2 separate regions of the Sus scrofa genome follow, and region 1 is linked to region 2. The links are chromatin contacts, called in public HiChIP or PLAC-seq maps. All regions are on one chromosome and are shown on one strand. Each heading gives the region's core, a stretch centred on a gene start, on an enhancer-like site or on the middle of the called end of the contact. The rest is flanking DNA. Distances are from core to core; before and after follow the strand shown.

Region 1 (5,976 bases), core at 3,216-5,715, 110 kb before region 2:
AGGACAGACACCAACTCCATTTAATAGATGAGAAAGCTGATAACAAAAGAAATTAAAGGAATTGCCCAAGCTTGTTAGAACTTAGGATTTATCACACAGCAAACAACTTAGGATTTTTCCCACAGTTCCATTTCTGTGACTTAGCCCAACAGAAAGAAAAAGAAACCATAACTTGAACTTTATCTTGTCTCAAAGTACACTTAAGTACTTAAGTACTTTTAAGCTCTTAGATGTGGGGAAACACCTGGGCCCCTGGCTTCTGGGACTGACCCTCTAAACCTTTGCTATTCTTATATGTCAAACATTAGAGAAGTGGAGAGAGGACCACTGGACAGCCTGTGGTTTTAACAATGGGGAAGAATGGAGGGCAGGGAGGCACGTAGGACAGTTCTGATGAGTCCTGAACTCTCTGACCCAGGCCCACAATCAGATGTTGAGCCAGTGGCACACAAGTGTTGGAATAGAACAGAAGCACAATTTTCAGAGCACACTGTTGTGCCTCATTGAACTTATATGTATATATGACATGTAAATGAATCATACACATTATTTATATAAACATAATAAAAGACAATTTATGAATATAAATAAATATAGTTAATGGGATATATAACTAATATTTATATACAATAAATAAATACCTTATAATAATATATAAACATAAAATTTTATATTTAATAAAATATAGATACACACCTTTAACTGCTTTTTTGTTTTCCCGAAATAAGTTGAGTGGGTGAAATTTCTGGGCCGAGAGCAGGCTCTGATTCAGCATTTACATGACCCTGTTTCACTCACGTCAGCCAGGAAGTGGCACAAAATGTTTTGAGTGACATATTGCAAATGAAAACCTTATAATTTATGGCTAATTTTATTTGCTTCAAGGGACAAAGAGCCAGTCCTAGGAGACCTGCTCCTTGAAAACAAGTTGCACCCCATGTGCTCAACACACCTGAGCTGATTAAAACCTTAGCCAGGAAACAGACTGACCAGCTGCCCTTGCATAAAAGGACAGGTTGCCATCCAAAGCCACAGTTAAGAATATACTGATCTTGTGTAATGTATAATGAAGATATGACACCAGTAACGCTTACCAGAGAAAAAAGGCAGTCTCTATATCTCAAATTGGTAGAGACTTCATTGACAAGTAAATAGTCTGTGGGGAAATTTTCACATTGTTTTCCTTCCACCTTCTATTATTCTTTTTCCTCTTAAAGTAACTGTTCATTGTAGGAAAACGTACAAAATGCACCCAAATAAAAAAAAATCTAAAATCCCACCACCCAAAGATAAATGTTGTTAATAATCTGGCATATATCCATCTAACCTTTATCTATGCAAATACGTCTAATTTTTTCAAAAGTGGGCATACACTCTCACACCATCTTAGCATATCAAGAACACCGTCCCTGTCTTGCCCGAGCTGAGTACTGCCCAGGGATCGTGCTGTAGATGTCCCCCTGCCTCTCCGTTTCAGGCTTACCTTGACAAGTATTACACAAAGAAAGGAGGACACCAGGTCGGTGAGATGGTTGCAAAGGGAGGCAATTCCATGGTGAAGAAGATTAAGGAGCTGCAGGCGTTCTTTGGCCTCCGAGTCACCGGGAAGTTAGACCGGACCACAATGGATGTGATCAAGAGGCCTCGCTGCGGAGTTCCGGATGTGGCCAACTACCGCCTCTTCCCAGGTGAACCCAAATGGAAAAAAAATACTTTGACATACAGGTAATGAGATCGAGTCTTTCCAAACTAAGAGAGAAAGAGCCTCTCTCTCTCCCTCTTTCTTTTCTTTTAAAAATATCTTCCTTCTGATCTGTATCAAAATCATGGCACATCTCCTGTTTAAGACAGAAGGAGAACATTTTAGGTCTAATCTTTAGGCAATGATGATGGAGAATTCACTAGAAAGTAGGGTCTTGGGAGTATTTTAATAGTTGGCCATTTTAGGCCTTACAATTTTACCAATTAGAGACAATGTATGTATCTTTATTTTTTTCTTTTCTTCTTTTTTTTTTTTTCTCTTTTCGGTCTTTTTAGGGCCACACCAGCGGCATATGGAGGTTCCCAGGCTAGGCACTGAATTGGAGCTGTAGCCGCCAGCCTACGCCACAGCCACAGAAATACCAGATCTGAACCACATTTGCAACCTACACTGCAGCTCACAGCAACACCAGATCCTTAACCCACTGAGTGAGGCTAGAGATCAAACCCGCGTCCTCATGGATACCAGTCAGGCTCGTTAACTGCTGAGCCACAACGGGAACTCCTGTACGTATCTTTAAAGAAAAATAATCTATTCTAGGATTAATAACCTGACAGGACCAAGCAGTTTTCTTTTCCTTTTGGTTTTTGATATTTTTGGTTTTTTTTTTTTTTTTTTTTTGGCCGCATCTGCAGCGTATGGAAGTTCCAGGGCCAGGGATAGATCCACTGTAGCAACAATGGATCCTTTAACCTGCTGTGCCACAGTGGGAACTCCCCAAGCAGTTTTCTTAAAATAGTCTTCTAAAACAGAAGTAAACAAATTCACTTACTAATAAATTAATTATTAATTCCAAAAATAATTTATTGACAGTTTATAAATGTCTGCCATAGGCATTCAATTTTGGAGATATAAAGAGGGGTAGGTTACCTTCCCTGAATTTAGGGAACTTATACACAAGTCACAGCTCCCAGCGAGAACTGTGAAACTATAGGTCTAAGCAGAGGGTTGTGGCAACAGGGTGGAGAGATCTACCCAGTTGCCCAGGGATGAGCCAGTGACATCTGAGCCCAACTTGAAGGCAAAGCCTAGCAGGTCAATCCCTAGCCCCAAGATCCCCAGGGGTGGAGGGGGGATAAAGGTCCCCACTTTATCCCCCCTCCACCTCACACCTGAGTGTGCCCCCACCTCCAGCCATCCTATGTCTTCCTCCTACCCCACGGGGATTCTGCATAATCCAGGGGGACACACACAAGACCTGCACCCTCACTGCGCTCTAGGTTCTCAGGCAGGAATTCCAGCCCAGCAGTCTGCATCCATTTGTGCGCCAGTGCAGGCCTCCTTGCCAGGAACTATGAGGCCTGCCTGCCCCACAGGTGGGATTAGAGGCAGGTGGATGCTGCCTAGACATGGGGGCATTGCCCATGCCAACGGAGGAGGCTTTGGGAAAGAAGGGGGCCTCCGTTTGTATTTTTGCCTCAGGCCTCACAAACATTAGGGCTTTCCAAGTAGAAAAGGAGACCAGGCAAATAGGAGCAGGGAGTGGAATGTCTTGGTGTGCAGAGCGGTAGCGGTAGGAGCACCGGGTAGGAGCACCGGGAGCAGTGCTTGTGAGCTGAGCGGAGGGTGTTGAGGGATGGGGAGAGCGAGGCTGGACAGGCAGCACCAGAGGCAGCTAGCACACGAGGCTAAGCATTTTGGACTTTATTCCCAGAAAAGTGTAGACCCAGCCAGGGTCAGAATCTAGTTTCATAATATGGATGAGCACATCTGGTCGATATCTGGGGATGTGGAAAACTAGACGGTATTTTGTTTTGTTTTTTGGCCCACTGGGCATGTGGCCAGGGATTGAATCTGGACCAGAGCAGCAATACCAGCCACATTGGCAACAGCGGGATCCTTAACCCACTGGGCAGCAAACGAACTCCTACACTATTAAAATAGTCTCAAGAGGAGTTCCCGTCGTGGCGCAGTGGTTAACGAATCTGACTAGGAACCATGAGGTTGCGGGTTCGGTCCCTGGCCTCGCTCAGTGGGTTAACGATCCGTGCGTTGCCGTGAGCTGTGGTGTAGGTTGCAGACGCGGCTCGGATCCCGCGTTGCTGTGGCTCTGGCGTAGGCCGGTGGCTACAGCTCTGATTCGACCCCTAGCCTGGGAACCTCCATATGCCACGGGAGCGGCCCAAAGAAATAGCAAAAAGACAAAAAAAAAAAAAAAAAAAAAGTCCCAAGAGTTGGAGCTGGCTCCTAAGAGCCGACTGGAGCCAGTCTTTAGATTTTCTGAAATTTTGCAGCCAGTTGTTAAGCCTCCAAGAATTTTGAAGGCTGGTTGCTAAACACAGCCATCGTTAAAAATTAAATGGTATAAACTTACAATTAAATTATATATTTATTATTATATTATATATTAAATTGTATATAAGTTATGCACAACGAAAAAGCAAAGGTAAACAAAACATTGCTTCCCGATTATTACACTACATTTTGCTATTACCTGTGTTCGTGAGGTCATTTACAGCGCTTATCTGTATGATGGAAATGATGTGCTGCTACTCACCTTCTCCCAACCTTACCGTCCACTGGTGGCAAGTCGGTAGCTTGAAACTAGCCATAGTGAGAGTGTTTACAATATGGAAATCGAAAACCCTACCAATGAGGAGTTTTGGTCGTAGACCCTGTTTTTAAACTGTGCTAGCGCACCGGTGAGTCCCTGTATCACATGGGGCCCAAACCCAAGAAGACCAGTTGATTGCTCTAGGCCACTTGTTAGTTGCTATAAGCCTATGAGTCCATAAGGTGGCGCTCTGAACACAGTTATAAGTCTGTTGAAGTCTAAAAATTCCACACAAAATCAAAGCATTTGGGAAATATCCTATGAGGAATTGAACATGCAAGAGAATACGAAATGATTAAGAGTAATACAGGAAAACTTTCTGTAAACCTATGAAGTCTTTCCCATCATTTCTTAAACTGTATCATAGAATTTTAGTCTGTGATTATGCACAAAAGGAGATAGAGCAGGCTAGTCAGAGACTTGAAGAGCATAATATTCGTGTGGTAACAGTCTTTGGGCAGCCCCAAAAACCCCTCAACACACTCACACCGCCACCCCACTTGAAAACTAGAGACTATCTTGGTAATCTATCCAGCTAGCCACCAGATCTCCAAATAACTCCTTATAACATACCCCAGAGAATGAAAAAGGACAAAGTATAACATAATGCTTATGCGCATGTGCATAAGCTTTGGAAACAAAGAATGGGCTCAAGTCTTGACTAGTCATAAAAGGTAGATCATGACTGTTACCTCCTAAGATTGTTGTAAGGATTAGAGGACATACCACATTTTAAAAGGGCTTAGAACAGAGTCCAGTCCATAGTATGTGTTCACAGACTATTAGCTATTATCACTGCTGCCTCTCAGTCTCTAGACCCCGGATCAGGACTTCTCTCCACGTGCTCTTCCTTTCTGGTGCTGTCCCTTCCCCTTCTCTGTCTCCTCCATCTCAACATACACAGTCAGCTCTGTAGGTATGAATAATTTGTCTATAATGTGAGAGAATTTCAAGATACTAACTGTATACAGAGCTGTGATAAATTACAGGCTCTTATTCATGCAGTGTGCTTGGCATGTTCTGAAAACGCTAAATAGTCCCTTTAAGGGTTCCTTCTGGCTTCCTCCTTGGACAGGATAACTCCTCTTGGCCCCAATCCCCGGAGCTAAATATCTCCTTGCTCCTTCCCTCTCCATTGCTGAGGTTTAGTTATTTCCCATCATCTCTATGGGACTCGGTCCCTTCCTTTTAGATCCCAGAATAACCACTGTTAGTTTCTGGCTGAGATTGTACCACCTGCATCAGAATAGGCTAGGCTACTTGTGAAAATGCAGATTTCTCGATCACACCTGTGTATTAACAAGCTTCCTAAGTAATTATCACTAGTTCTAAATTTTGAGAACCACTGAGTAGGCTCTAAAAAACACTTTTTTATTCATGAGTTCATTCATTTAGCAAGTATTTGCTAAGACACCTACTCTTTGCCAGAGCCTGGACTAGGAGCTGGGGAAAGAGGAAGTGGGGTAGGAGCCTGGTCCCAAAGTTGGCTAATTCACTTCTAACTCTGCAGCCCTTACTCCATCGGAGCCCAAACTCACTGGTGGAAGTTCCTTTCTCCCATCCTTCGTTTACATGCTGCCGAGAACACCCAGCTCCTGGGCTCCAGTTCACCACATCCCAGAGAAATACCAACTGTCTACACCCACTGTCTGTCCAAAAC
Region 2 (5,991 bases), core at 3,197-5,696:
TTGAATTGCCAGGCAAAGAGTATCTTTTCCCTGCCCCACTGGATTTAACCATTATCGTAAACCATTGAGTCCAGTGATTTTCCCATTCCTCCGTTTCCTAAAAAGGAGATTTTATTGCAGTTATCCCATTCCACTGCTTTGGGTACAGGTCTGGGAGGCACCTCATACCTGATGGAAAAGATAGCACATCACCCAGAGATTTGGAGTTTGAGATGGCTGCAGCCCCTGACCAGGACTTGGGATTATTAGGAGGCAATGATTATGCTCTATTGGTGGGAAGAAAAGTGAGAGCATAGCTAGCTATCTGGATGGCCAGAGGAGTGAACTGTGAAGAATCACTCTTTTCTCCAGTCTTCATTCTCCCCTTCGTCTTAATAATAGAACCACCAAGTTTTAGCTTAGCCCACGATCAACAGCTACACACCAGGACTCCCAGGCTCCCTGGTGCATTCATGTGGCCAAGTTCAGGTCAATGGAATATGAGCAGATACGATATGTACAACTTCTGGGTTGTCTGTCTCCTTAAAAATGAAGCATCTTTTCCTAGACTTTCTCATCCCTCCTTCCCCTTATAATTTTGCCTGCAAAATTATAATTGATGGGTATGGGGGTGGTTTGAAAAGAAGCTGGAGACCTAGACCAATAACTAACTGGGAAGGACTTAAATAAATAAGCAGTCAGAATTTTAACTGGAAACCAGTGGTTTCCAAACTAAGATACACAGGGTGGTACTGCTCTGCAAAGGAATGAAAAATAGTAAGGATAATATAGTAAATTGGTAATTTATCTCATTCAGTTTTTAAATTCTAAGATGATTACTACTTTTTGTTAAAGACATATTCATTCCTTTGTAAAATGATAGCACTAGTAGGTGATCGGTTATTTTCAATGCTCCTACTTTAAATATAAATGTCAGTGCCCCTAATTTTTTAAATGATCCTAGTCTTTGAAATCCAAAAATATGGAAATCACTACAGCAAGCTACAAACACAGAAGGTTTTAGGTAAGGAACTCACAAAATGACATTTGTTTTCCAGGAAATCAACTAAAATGTCAGCCTTATGATTTACAGACTCTCCTATCCATAACCCTGTCAAAAAAAGGGCAAGAGACTAGTACTAGATGACAAAACTATAAAAAAAAATTTAACATGGAAGGAATACCAAAATGCCATTTAAAAAAATTCCTAGGTCATATGTAAATTTCTTCATCATGATTATTTAGAAGTCTATTTACAACACATTTTAACAGACATAATTGACATTCAAATACTTCAACAATGAATCCTAAATACACCAGATAACTATAATTTATTCTAAGGATTACACAAAAAACATAATTTAACCATTATTCTCAGTTAGCCATTCAACAAACACTCACTGAGTCAGGAACTTGGAGGATGAAGAAGTATGCAAAGGTGACAAATACATACGATTTGCCTTCAAAAATCTCAAAGTCTAATGAAGTCTGTTGTGCACCCCTAATGAACAATACTTATAATACAACATTTTAAGTGTTATAATAAAGAATTTTACAATGTGAGAGGGAGAAAGTCCTAATATTGAGATTCTAGGAGTTATTTTAATGAGTCTGTGAATTCTACAAATTCTAACATACCACAGAGGACACGAGAAAGTCCCAAACTTCAGTTTGATCATAAAGTATTCTGCATAAGTAGGACCTCTCTAATAGGCTTGGGACTTCCCAACAGCCTAATCAAAACTTTTTCTGAACTGTGGTATATCCTAAGACTTCACAGACACCAGACCTTTATCATGGTCTCAAGGCTCTCCCCCTCTATTACTCTCTCCCCCTCTACTCTTTCCAGGAAGGATACCTTAGAATAAATCTCTTGCGTGTCTAATTTAAAAAAAAAAAAAAAGAGTTCCCACTATGGCACAGTGGGTTAAGAATTCGACAGCAGCAGCTCGGGTCACTGTGGAGGTGCAGGTTCAATCCCCAGCCTGGTGCAATGGATTAAAGGACCTGGCATTGCCACAGCTGCAGCATAAATCAAAACTACAGCTTGGATTCAATCCCTGGCCCAGAAACTTCCATATGCTGTGGGTGTGGCCATAGAAATTATTTTAAATAATTTTTAAAAATTAAAAACTTTAGGAGTTCCCATCATGGCTCAGCAATTAATGAACCCGACTAGCATCCATGAGGACTTGGGTTCAATCCCTGGCCTCGCTCAGTGGGTTGAGGATCCAGCCATTGCCTTGAGCTGTGGTGCATGTCACAGACGCAGCTGTGGCTGTGGCCAGTAGCTACAGTTTTGATAGGACCCCTAACCTGGGCACCTCCATATGCTGTGAGTGCAGCCCTAAAAAAAAAAAAACTAAATTTTGTTTTGGTTTGGTCTGGTTTCTTTTTATTACTCAATGAATTTATTACATTTATAGGTGTACAATGATCATCACAATCCAATTTTATACGATTTCCATCCCACACCCCCAGCACATCCCCCCACCCCCCAAATTGTCTCCTTTGGAAACCACAAGTTTTTCAAAGTCTGTGAGTCAGTATCTGTTCTGCAAAGAAGTTCATTGTGTCCTTTTTTCAGATTCCACATGTCAGTGATAACATTTGATGTTGGCGTCCCATTGTCTGACTGACTTCACTGAGCATGATAATTTTTAGGTCCATCCATGTTGCTAAAAATGCCATTGCTGGAGTTCCTGTCATGGCGCAGTGGTTAACGAATCCGACTAGGAACCATGAGGTTGCGGGTTCGGTCCCTGCCCTTGCTCAGTGGGTTAACGATCCGGCGTTGCTGTGAGCTGTGGTTTAGGTTGCAGACGCGGCTCGGATCCCGCGTTGCTGTGGCTGTGGTGTAGGCCGGCGTTGCTGTGGCTGTGGTGTAGGCCGGCAGCTGTAGCTCTGATTGGACCCCTAGCCTGGGAACCTCCACATGCCACGGGAGTGGCCCAAGAAATAGCAAAAAAAGACCAAAAAAAAATAAAAATAAAAATGCCATTGCTAAAAACTAGATCAGATTCGTGGTTGCCAGAGGGAGCAAGTGGGGAATGTGGGGATTGGGTGAAGGTGGTCAAAAGGTACAAACTTCCAATGAGAAGATAAATAAGTGCCATTATATAAATATAATGACTATAGTTAGCAATGTTGTATGGTATATTTAAAAGATGCTACCAGAGTAAATCCTAAAAGTTCTCATCATAAAGGAAAAAAAATTGTAACTATATGAGGATGTTAACGAAACTTAATGTGGTAATCATTTCGCAATAGATATGTATGTCAAGCCATTATGCTATATGACTTAAGTTTATACACTGTTGTATGTCAATCACACATCAATAAAACTGAAAGAAAAAAAAAATCTCTTTTTGTTCCCATTGTGACTCAGTGGACTAAGAACCCGACATAGTGTTTGTGATAAAGCAGGTTCGATTCCTGGCCTCACTCAGTGGGTTAAGTATCCAGCATTGCTGTGGCTGTGGCATAGGTCAGCAGCTATAGCTCTGATTCAAACCCTAGCCTGGGAATTGCCGCATGCTTAGAGTATAGCCTTAAAAATAAAAAATTTTTTAAAAATCCCTTGCATATCTAATCCTGTCTTAGCATCTATTCTTTGGAAGACCCAAACTAAGACAATTTTTTCTCATTGCATTAAAAATAACCCTAAATAGTCACTTAAAACAATAGTAATTTTATTAAATCTCATGATTTCGTGGGTCAGGAATGAGGGCAAAGTTCCACAGGTTAATTATTTTGTTCCATGGGGCAGATGGGCTGGCTTGGAGGGTCCAAGATGGGTTCACTCACACATCTGCCACTTTGTAATGGATGGCTAGAAATCTGGGCTCAGCTGGGCTGTCAACCATACACGTGGTCTCTCCAGCATGGAGAGAGGTCAGACTTCACACATATGGTTCAAGGCTCCAAGAGCAAGTCTTCCCACAAACAAAGTGAAGTAGTATAGCCCTTTCTATGTAGCCTCAGAAGTCACACAGCATCACTTTGACACTCTACTGGTCAAAGCAATCACAGCCAACCAGAGTAAAGACAAGGGGGGGACCCACTTTGGGAAGTGCCAAAGAATTTGTAGTCATGTTTTAAAACTGCCACATGGTGTCACCCTTCCTCTTAAGAAACCATCTGTCATTTAAACCAGAGGAAATCAGTTCTAACTGAAAGTATATTTGCTGCAATTAAAAGGCTGAATGGATCAGCAAAAATAAATTCTAGTTCGCACCCTCATTTGCCATCACAGCCCAGGTGTCCATACCTCAAAGAACAAAAAGAGAATTCAGAGTTAGTGCTTTACTGTTCAGGCATAGACCTGGAGACCCTGGGGACCACAATTATTTCTTTGGAGGTAAATTTTTTACTTTCTGCAAGTACAGAAGGTTGTCATGCAACGTGACCCCTGCCTACTTATTCACGGATCATTTTAGGTGTGAAAGGGTTAGTCCCATTACTAGGAAGCATAAAGAGGATGACAAATTGCACTTTGGCTTGACTCCAGCTAAGTGACATCTGTGAGCTACTGTTGCAACTTTAATTGGTGAGAAAGAAAAGTGGCATTATGATTACCAAAGAACAATGAGTTAAACTTTAAGGAACAACAGTCTTTCATTCCTAATTTCTTTTGTGAAGGCATTTTCCTTCGAATTATAGACTTTAGGACCAAGAACCTATGATTCTCCTTGCTCATAAAGTAACCAAGTAAGGGTGGACTTGTTTTCCTAGTCTTTAATAATAAGGATTGTCATTTGTTTTATGTGCATGTGTATGGGCTAAACATAAACTTGGAAGAGGCCCTGGGAACTACCTCAGCATCATAGCAAGCACATTTGACAAGCTTCTTTCTTTTTCCTCTCAAATTAGCACGTACTTTTAGCCCTGAATAAAAACAAGCAATTATTCAGAAAAGTTTGGGAACCTTAAATAAGAGTAGAATTCTATTCAAATTTAACACCTAATTATACCTTCTCATTATCTATAACTAGATCATCTTCTGTAAAGGATCTACCCTAAAGTAAGCAGATTACATCCTCTTCATCTAAGGAATCATTTAATTTATACTTTTTAAAAGCTTCTCCTCCCCCATGACATTGATATGAAAAGTGTAGTTCTTGGCAGAAAAAGTAGAGTCTATATTTAAATTGTTTTGAATTAGAAACCTAAGGATTAGCACCCTCACTGGAACAAAATTACCTAAAAAAAAATGAATTTGTTGAATGGTTGAATGAATGAATGAATGAATGCAGTGTTTGAATTAACATACTCAAAATTTTCATTTGGGGCATCTTCTAGAAGACAATGGTATAAATCAAGAATGATAGGTCTAATGGAGGCTAATTTAAATTTGAAATAGCTAAATGGTTTCTATTCAGTATATTAAGAATTAATGCTTAGAAGATGCTAATTATAACTTACTTGGGACAGATTTCCCAACAAAAATGAATCCAACTAGTATCCATGGGGATGCAATTCAATCCCTGGCCTTGCTTCATGGGCTAAGGATCCAGCATTGCCGCAAGCTGTGGTGTAGGTCGCAGATGGGGCTGGGATCTGGTGGTGTTGTGGCTGTGGCCTAGGCCAGCAGCTGTAGCTCTGATTCAACCCCTAGCCTGGGAACTTCCATATGCAGTGGGTGCAGCCCTAAAAAGAAAAAAAAAAAAAAGTATAAATTTGTGTCCTGAAAAAGTATTGGCTAGAAATTGACTTTGTTTTATTTTGTGACTTATTAGCTAAACTTTTAAAAAATTTTATTGGTATTAAATATAGTTGATTTACAGTGTTGTGCCAATTTCTGCTGCACAGCAAAGTGACCCAGTCATACATATATACATTCCCTTTCTTACATTATCTTCCATCATGGTCTATCTCAAGAGACTGGATATAGTTCCCTGTGCTGAACAATAGGGCCTCATTGTGTATCCATTCTAAATGTAATAGTTTGCATCTACCAACCCCAAACTCCCAGCCTATCCTTCTTCCTCCCCCTTCAAGTCTGTTCACTTT

The links. HiChIP or PLAC-seq counts read pairs in DNA pulled down with a chosen protein or histone mark.
Region 1: a contact with region 2 is called in an H3K27ac HiChIP or PLAC-seq map of alveolar macrophages. The contact joins two enhancer-like sites. A contact is called at or near these places in 6 of 47 Hi-C or Micro-C datasets (alveolar macrophages, embryonic fibroblasts, epiblast stem cells and 1 more) and 1 of 2 datasets of contacts at active chromatin or transcription factors (alveolar macrophages).

Annotation. Positions count from the first base shown.
Region 1 is chr9:33,298,675-33,304,650 of Sscrofa11.1, reverse strand. MMP20 (matrix metallopeptidase 20) reads left to right here. Exons shown (of 10, transcript NM_213905.1): 2 at 1,478-1,725. Among named protein-coding and RNA genes, the nearest start is that of MMP20, 6.4 kb to the left of the region's middle. Within about 2 kb of position 4,465, at least 2 of the 83 cell types and tissues checked have an H3K27ac peak or open chromatin away from gene starts, as enhancers often do. A contact at or near this core is called in alveolar macrophages, where this site is marked.
Region 2 is chr9:33,192,081-33,198,071 of Sscrofa11.1, reverse strand. No RefSeq gene overlaps it. Among named protein-coding and RNA genes, the nearest start is that of MMP7, 30 kb to the left of the region's middle. Within about 2 kb of position 4,446, at least 5 of the 83 cell types and tissues checked have an H3K27ac peak or open chromatin away from gene starts, as enhancers often do. A contact at or near this core is called in alveolar macrophages, where this site is marked.